Regions from separate parts of the Bombyx mori genome. Here all the other regions are linked to region 1. The links are chromatin contacts, called in public Hi-C maps. All regions are on one chromosome and are shown on one strand. Each heading gives the region's core, a stretch centred on a gene start, on an enhancer-like site or on the middle of the called end of the contact. The rest is flanking DNA. Distances are from core to core; before and after follow the strand shown. Region 1 overlaps LOC101738909. Region 2 has its middle 7.9 kb from the start of LOC134201098. Region 3 overlaps LOC101739051.

Region 1 (2,984 bases), core at 160-2,659:
GATTAAGTATTGGGTACTTTCTCTGTGATATTTAGTATTCTGTAGATAGTGATTGATTAATTTATTGTTTTTTTTTTTTATAGTTTTAAGCCTTCCTGTTCAGTTCCTTTGTACTTAACTATTCTTTTGACTATATTGTCTACATAGTAGCTTTTTGTTAATCTTAATTTATTCGTGACTTTGACTTTCGTTATTAATTTATGGATATATTATTTTTATTATTTTTTTGAATTCTTTCTACTCTTGACAGTGTTTGAAACTGATTTATTTTCTATGCGGATCGATTAACTTTCGTATTAATCGCTTTCAACTTTTTAGTTTTTAATCTCATAGTATTATTAGTTGGCACTGTTGGTGCCACAATTTTAGCCAAGAAAGACTTTTAGTACTTACGTGTTAATCTTATTTATGTATGTAATTGTTAATTTATAAGCGTGTTTATAATGTGCCGATAGATTTAAATGAATGAACTGATACCGTAATGTGAATATTAAATATATACGTATATATGTATATGTTTAATTTTTTTTAATTAAAAAGTATTCATAATTTTTGTAATGAAAATTTTTGATACAACCGAACTGTATTTAATCAAAATGAAAGAATAAAATTGATTCAATAATGATGGTATTTTGCGTATTTTTCTTTCCCTATTATAAAACTCCCAGATTTAATCTTCTAAGTGGGTACAATAAAATTAGCCTGAATGTGAATGTATCATTTTCAAAAAGTTACATAAAATATTGTTTGTTGCGAACATCTTTGAAATTCACATTATTCACGTTGATGATTGGTAGAGCGATCCTGTATGCTGACGAACACTATATAATTGGTTAAAATTCATTTTTTCTGTACAAACTCAACTTCTCAGAAATGAACATTCAATAAAAACCTACCTTTATCCAATTTATTGAAATCAATGCGTTTCAGTCACTAAGCGCGATCAATACTCTTAAAACAATGTTCAACCTTCGAATCATCTGAAATAACAGTAAAGGTTGAAACAACAATGTATTGAAAAATAACAGTAGGCAGGTCCGCCGAAAATTGTGTTACTTCTCCACTTTTCTACAATGTCATGTAAACAAACGCCGTATGGAACTTATCGGTTTTGTTTACACAATTGTCTATTTTTACAGTCATCCATCAAACGAAATCGAATTATGATCACTTTAGTTTCACGGTCTCGCAAGAGCTTAGAATTGGATTATAAAAACAGTTGGTTTAAGCTTCAAATCTGTGATTGGAGCGCCATCTGTGTAGTAAACCGAAACATTCAAATCGAAATCAGCTTTGCTATTGGACAATAGATGTCGCTTCATGTACAATTTCATTTTCGGGATGATAAAATCTTTTGGTTTTAGTTAAGTACCTTTTACATAGATGGCGCTGTATTTTTCTTTAAACGGAACTTACTTTCTAACGATAGAGTACGTTACCGTCACTACGTTAATACAAGACATTAGTTTAAAAAGGTTTTTCGTCGCCCTTTTCGCTACACAACATGATAGCGTTTCCAAACTGGCCTAAATAGCTATTTAAAAAAAAAAAGATGTGATGTCGTGGGACACCAGGTAGGAACGAAGTTCCTTCGGCTAATGTAAAATCGACACAATTTGCAAAAAAAAATCGTGCTTAATTTTATGTAGGTTTTCTTGATTTTTCTCTTAAATTTTGCTGATTAGTTTTTATTTAAGTACAGGAAAGTATTTAGGAAAATCAGTATTTTAGGAAATAAGAAATTACGTAAAATAAAATAAAATCATAATTCAAATTATCAATTAAAATAACAAAATATGTCTGTTTATTTTTGTTTGACAACATAAAATTACATAGAAATAGAAATAATTACAAAATAGAGAGAGAAGGGATGAGAGAACGAAAAGAAAGAAGGAGAAAGACTCGCTTGTGTATACGACTGTCGCGCCTGCGCACGTCTCATTTAACGGTTTTATTCCACGGACTTTTTCTTACGGTTTTACTATCACATTTTTTTCAGTTCGGTCGCGCAGCTAAATCCATATATCCCCCAAGCCTGCCGTAAGGAACTTCGTTCCAAAAACTACAGCAACCAAAAGAATAGCAATTTATATTTGCTTCTTTTTATTTTTTAAGCGCAAGCCACATTCAGAGTCGGCGGTTGCTACTTGGCCCAGAGCCGTTGAGGACATCCATGAGCGACTGTAACAACTTTACCATTATGTGGACCGTATACTCCTTCATCTGCAAAGACAATAAAAAAAATGGTTGAGTTCCCAAAAACAACGGAGCTAATTTTTTTCCTGCCTATTAACTGATAGCCTAAGGGTTAAATCCCAGCTACGCGCGAACAGCATTTTGAACTGAGTAGATATAACTGAGTTTCTGGTGTCAAATATTACCTCTGTGGTCCTCTTGACCGGGGCCAAGTAGTAACCAGTGCCCGTAAACATAAGGTGTAAGCCGCAACCCACCATGAGCCATAGGATCAAAGTTTCAAAGTTGTACTGCGTGAAACGCGAATGGCTTTACCGGTCATCGTTCTCGTCCAACCCGTCGCTTGCGACGAAGGGCACGGCGAGTAAATTAACATACAGACACAGCCCACTTGAGTTTCTCCTCGGATCTTCTCAGTGGGTCGCGTTTCCGATCCGGTGGTAGATTCTGCGAAGCACGACTCTTGCTAGGGTTCGTGTTAGCAACACTCCCAGTTTGAGCCTCGTGAGCTCACCTACACATCAAGGAGAAGCTGAAATAGCCTCTCAAGCAAGCCTCTCAGCATAGGTAGGAAAAAAAGAAAAAAAAGCACATAGGCTACCTATACTCGTATATAGTAGGCTATACTTTAAGCATATAACATAGTACGATAAACATACAATAGATGGCGCGCGTTTATTGTCCTTGATGTTTTTCGTATTACTAGTGGTCCCGCAGAAGTCGAAATTCGACTATAATTAATTGAAATTATAAGTTTGAACATTATTAAAGGTTCTATTGTCAAATAC
Region 2 (2,984 bases), core at 158-2,657, 230 kb before region 1:
CGCAGCCGTAGCCCTAGGACAGTGGTTCCGAAAATGGCGCATAGACATCAACCCAGCGAAAAGTACTGCGGTGCTATTTCAGAGGGGAAGCTCCACACGGATTTCCTCCCGTATTAGGAGGAGGAATCTCACACCCCCGATTACTCTCTTTAGTCAATCCATACCCTGGGCCAGGAAGGTCAAGTACCTGGGCGTTACCCTGGATGCATCGATGACATTCCGCCCGCATATAAAATCAGTCCGTGACCGTGCCGCGTTTATTCTCGGTAGACTCTACCCCATGATCTGTAAGCGGAGTAAAATGTTCCTTCGGAACAAGGTGACACTTTACAAAACTTGCATAAGGCCCGTCATGACTTACGCGAGTGTGGTGTTCGCTCACGCGGCCCGCACACACATAGACACCCTTCAATCTCTACAATCCCGCTTTTGCAGGTTAGCCGTCGGAGCTCCGTGGTTCGTGAGGAACGTTGACCTACACGACGACCTGGGCCTCGAATCTATACAGAAATACATGAAGTCAGCGTCGGAACGGTACTTCGATAAGGCTATGCGTCATGATAATCGCCTTATCGTAGCCGCCGCTGACTACTCCCCGAATCCTGATCATGCAGGAGCCAGTCACCGTCGACGCCCTAGACACGTCCTTACGGATCCATCAGATCCAATAACCTTTGCACTAGACGCCTTCAGCTCTAGGAGCAGGCTTAGGGACCTCGGTAACCGTACTCGTCGAACTCGACAAAGAGTTCGCCGTGCAACCTAACCCATGAATCAGCTCGCTGAGTTTCTCGCCGGATCTTCTCAGCGGGTCGCGATTCCGATCCGGTAGTAGATTCATTCGCGAAGCAGCTACTCTTGAGTTGTTAGGTCTCCTTCGGAGGCGCTCGGGCAGCTGTTAGCAAATCCCACCCCTCCTGGCTGAGCCTTTGCTCGCCCACCTGTCCTGGTGAAACTGGAAAGGCCTCCGGGCCACCAGTAATCCTTAAAACAAAAAAACAAAAAAAAAAGTAATGAGCTATCATTACCCGCCTGATTTTTTTCACTGCCAACACGTATAGTTATAAAATTATTTAAAAAAAATACATTTTTCTACTCATTTGCTGGTAGCTTAAGGCGCTACCTCCGCTGTGGCTGATGGGTGGAATGATGGGACGCAACCAGAAAGAATTTGCTAACACTGACCCTAGCAAAGGTAGTGCCCAAAATCTATCACTAAATCGGAATTGCGACTCACTGAGACGATCCGCTCAGTAACTCAGTGGACTTTATCTATAGGTTAGTTCGCTCAGAGAATAAATACTTCGTCGTTATCGACGAGTTCGACGAGGACGATTATAAAAAAATACATACATAGTATTCATACGACACATTCAGCGCTTATACCGAATAACTTAGATTCAGCGCCATCTATATTGCAGGGTAGTGAACTGGCAACTCGAACGGTTCGGAGTTCCAAATAGTTTTATGTATATTGTGTAGATGACGCTTTTACTGTTTTAGTTTGATTAGTTTTTATTTTAGTTTTTTTTTTTTTATTTATTAAAAAAACGAATGATGTCGATCAAAGTTTTTTTATCATATTTATAATTGTTAATTTCAAAAATTCTAAATATATTTATCAAAACATTATCATTATATTATTATAAAATTATATTTAGTTTTGCTATTTGGCACTAGATGTCGTGCCAAACCTATAGCAGCATTCAGTTTGTTTTATCTGAGTCGTCTATTATCAAAGGTGGCAATCTGTGTATTTGGACAAAAAAATGTTATTGATATGGCGATACAGATTGATTTGAATATAATCGTCTCCTTCAAAGAATACGGTTCAAAACCTGCATTAAATAAAGTATTAACTTAACCTGTTATTTATCTAAGATGTCGGTCAGAAGAGTTTTGTGACTGCCAATGGAATACAAAGTCAATAATTCGTTTTTCTGATTTACCCATAATTGTCCAAGTCACATTGCCGGCTTTGATAATAGTCAACTCATCTATGGACTTCATTAACAGCTTCAAATTACGTGAGCTGTTAACTCTTGTGTTCATGTAATAATATTTATTTATAATAAAGATAAATATGTGGTGTCTGTATTAGTTTTACCGTCTACACTTTTTGTTTGGCAGGAATTTAATAATGATACAATAATTAAGTAAACGACGTATGTAGGTACCTAATACTGTAAAAAAAACTTCTTAAAGATTAAATCTCGCTTAATTCGAATTTGCATATTTGTATACAAGTTGCCATCATTCCAATTACAATATAACAATAACTAGAGGTCCCGCAGTAGTCGAAATTCGACTATAATTTATTGGAATTGTAAGTTTGTACACTATTATGATTTTATTTTATACTTCTATAATCACAAATTTCGCCAAGACTACACTATAAAAAATATTAACAAAGACAAACCATATTCTATTCTCAATTTGACAACAGACGTCAAGAACAAAAGTTTGACAATAAATAGTATATATATGCATGCGTGTGTGCGTCAAATACATGGTATGTAGTGTGTGTAATGTTTTCTTTATTGATCTAACTATAGGCGGGCCTTGCACGTTGTCCCTCTCGATACTCCCTCGCTCTTACATATCGAGGCGTCAGTGTGCCGTATCTCGCTGACGGGACACCAGCCGATCGTCATCGCATCCGTTTATCTCCCCCCGGACAAGCCCCTCCTGAGCAGTGACATCGAGTCACTGTTCGTCATGGGAGACTCTGTCATTCTGGCAGGCGATTTAAATTGCCACCACACTAGGTGGAGCTGCCATCGTACAAACGTTAACGGTAGGCGTCTCGACGCGTTTATAGACGACCTCACCTTTGAAGTAGTCGTTCCCCCAACTCCAACATGTTATCTGTATAACATCGCGCTCCGTCCGAGCACTATAGACCTGGCATTGCTTAGGAACGTACCTAACTCTGCGCTTGCGTTCCATCGAAGCACTGTCAGAGCTCGACTCAGACCACCGAC
Region 3 (2,984 bases), core at 332-2,831, 200 kb before region 1:
TTAAGTGGTTACCGGAGCGCATAGACATCTACAAACGCCCCCCCACCTTGAGATATGAGTTCTAGGGTTCTAAGGCTGCCACGCACTTCAAACCGAAACGCATTACCGCTTCGCGGCAGAAATATACAGGGTGGTGGTACCTACCCGTGGAAACTCACAAGACGTTTTACCAGTAGACTAAGGTGTTATACGTTGACATTTGAATTTTTTTCCGCGACTTGCAAAAACCTAAGAAAAGGTATGATAATAATAATAAAATAATAATTGTAACAAACTACGCTTGAACCAGACGGAAAGTTATAGTTTACTTAATTCTGTTGTGATTTATTAGCTTAACCTATAGACAGAGCCCAGAGTTTCTCGCTGGATCTTCTCAGTGGGTCGCGTTTCCGATTCGGTAGTAGGTTCTGCGAAGCACTGCTCCTGCTGCCAGTGTTAGCAACACTTCGGATTTGAGCCCCGTGAGGTCACCTACAGGTTAAAGTGAAACTGAAATAGCCTCTAAAGGCTATTAGCATTAGGCAGGAAGAAAGTCTTGCTGTTAATAAATATTTTTCAAATTTAAAAACAGAAAACTAACGGGACTAAACACATTGAGCTGAAATAATTACGTATAGATGGCGCTAGACAGCACGGTTGCTAAGAATTTTACAATCTTTCAAATAGTTAAGCTACTCGACTATAGATGGCGCTGTAATGGAAGCATTTAATTTGAGATCTTAATTTTTAAGTTTATTACGATTTATTTTTAGTTTTTTATTAAATGCTATATTTCATGGTGTGCATAATGTATCTGACATTTATTAAGCGAGTAAATGAGACACTAAAATATTAAAGAATAATTTGCTTCATAAGGAGATGTAGATAGAAATTGTCACCATGTCATAGTTTGATTCGGCACGTAAATGAATGACCAACTTGACAATGATCATTTTGCAACATTAAGCATGAGGTTGGCACACCAGTTTATGAACTTCTAGTCGCAGCGTACATTGAGAACAAAAAAATAAAACGACGGAAAATGAGGAATCAGTGGTAAAGTGAGTTAAATTTTATAAATGTTACTGTGTAATACGACGTATTTGAAATACGTATCGTGTGATGAGTTTCAATATATATTCTTACTAATTCAAATTTTAAGAAATATATTAAAAATATCTAATTTTTCAAGCAGCCTTTTACCTATTTTATCTTGATTTATGAACAAATAAAACGCTACTTAATATTGATACTTATTAACAAAAATGGGAAAGACCATGAAATAATTAAATCATCGTTTTAGCTACCTTAAATTTCTCTGAGAACTAACAAATTTTTTCGCGTTTGTTTACGTCCATGAAATTCCGTACTGAATAATTCTGTCTCAATCAGTGAGTTTTTTTTGTATACACAATAGATACGGTAATCACTTAACGTCAGATGTGCGATTAGTTCGTTCGTGCATCTACGCCACGGAAACAAACAACAAAAAAAACACAGAATTGAATGCGATTTAATTCGGTAAAATCCCGCACGGCGCGAGTGTGTCGCCGTGACGTCAAACTAGACGTAGCCATCCGTGACATAAGTCAGTGACGTAGCTTTACGTAATAGCGACACGCTGCTCGCGAAATCAAGGTCACCGCATGCGGTAAACGAAACGTTATTATAATGTTTCGATTATGCGGTCCGATGTTACATAATTACGTTTTTATTTATGTTATGTGTTAATGATTATGTTATTCGTGACAGCTTTTTTTTTTTTTTTTAAAGAAAAATAAAACATTTTCGTTGCTTGTTTTTTTTTTTTGTGTGTGAACAGAACGTTTGAAAATTTCAATGTCGGTGGTTTATGGCCCGTGTTCACATTGTCGTTTTAGTCAATATAGAACGTTAATGTGTCTTTATTGTTTATAAAGACAATCTCTGTATACTTATTCAAGTCCGAAAACGAAACAAAAAAACAATAATTAACGTTGACCTTGAACAAAAATAGACACAGCTAATTACAATTTCCTCGTCATTATAATGGGTCATTGACTTACCAACATGAGGATAAAAGTTAATACACATATGAAGTACCATCCTTATAGTAGTGAGATAATTAATGTTCCATACTACTTATGCAGTGGTTGCGTGTTGTATTTCTTCTATTTTCTGAACAAAGTAAGTACGGTTCCAATAAGATATAAGTTCAAAAATGCCCAATTTCTTTTAATTCAACTTCATGGCGAAATAGATTCACGATGCGAAGTTTGGGCCAACGATACTGAAAACTTATAGATATATCTTGCCTAACTTCAGAGACACGAGCGCGGAAAATTTAATTAAAAAATTTAACACAAATGGAAAAAAAATGTCGTTCTTTTCCATTCACGGAGCGGTGAAAATGAATGACTCACAAATCCATTCACTATAAAGAATTAAATTTGCATTTAGAACGTAATGGAATAATACAATAGCAGGTTTCTCAGTCAGTGTTTTGCCGTCAGAAAATTACTCGATGATTCCTTCTTGGGAGTCAGGATAGAAAATTTCCTAAAGGTTTACATGTCTGAGCTGTGACGTAGTTTCCTATTCTTAGAATTTTTTTTGTATTTCTGTTGATGTGGTGTAGGTTTCACTGTCCACCCTCGATCGAATGGTTTCCGAAACGCACGAAACTCGAAAAATACAACGTAGGTGGATATTACAGATTATGTTATAATTATGCACATATATACATATTTTTTTATTTTTCTATATTAGGTTTTTTTATGTACCAATTTTATACCGCAGGCAGGTACCAATTATTCTAATGAACTACATACTCAAGTTATCTTCACTATTGACTTCCACGGTATAGGAATAACACCGTATAATAAAAATCAAACCCGTAAAATTATAATTTGTATAATTACTGGTGGTAGAACCTCTTGTGAGTCCGCACCGGTAGGTATCACCGCCGTGTCTTTTTCTGTCGTGAAGCAGTAATGCGTTTCGTTTTGAAGGGTGGGCCAATCGTT

Evidence for each region. A called contact is a pair of places that touch in the nucleus more often than the background predicts.
Region 2: a contact with region 1 is called in a Hi-C map of posterior silk gland, with 4 times the contacts expected there. The contact joins two enhancer-like sites. A contact is called at or near these places in 2 of 7 Hi-C or Micro-C datasets (posterior silk gland and whole pupa).
Region 3: a contact with region 1 is called in a Hi-C map of midgut, with 2.5 times the contacts expected there. The contact joins two enhancer-like sites. A contact is called at or near these places in 4 of 7 Hi-C or Micro-C datasets (middle silk gland, midgut, posterior silk gland and 1 more).

The regions. Positions count from the first base shown.
Region 1 is chr23:11,511,301-11,514,284 of ASM3026992v2, reverse strand. LOC101738909 reads left to right here. Exons shown (of 3, transcript XM_012695866.4): 3 at 1-630. Among protein-coding and RNA genes, the nearest start is that of LOC101738769, 5.2 kb to the right of the region's middle. Within about 2 kb of position 1,409, at least 5 of the 8 cell types and tissues checked have open chromatin away from gene starts, as enhancers often do.
Region 2 is chr23:11,742,279-11,745,262 of ASM3026992v2, reverse strand. No RefSeq gene overlaps it. Among protein-coding and RNA genes, the nearest start is that of LOC134201098, 7.9 kb to the right of the region's middle. Within about 2 kb of position 1,407, at least 8 of the 8 cell types and tissues checked have open chromatin away from gene starts, as enhancers often do.
Region 3 is chr23:11,710,533-11,713,516 of ASM3026992v2, reverse strand. The region is part of intron 1 of LOC101739051; the gene reads left to right. Among protein-coding and RNA genes, the nearest start is that of LOC101739051, 12 kb to the left of the region's middle. Within about 2 kb of position 1,581, at least 7 of the 8 cell types and tissues checked have open chromatin away from gene starts, as enhancers often do.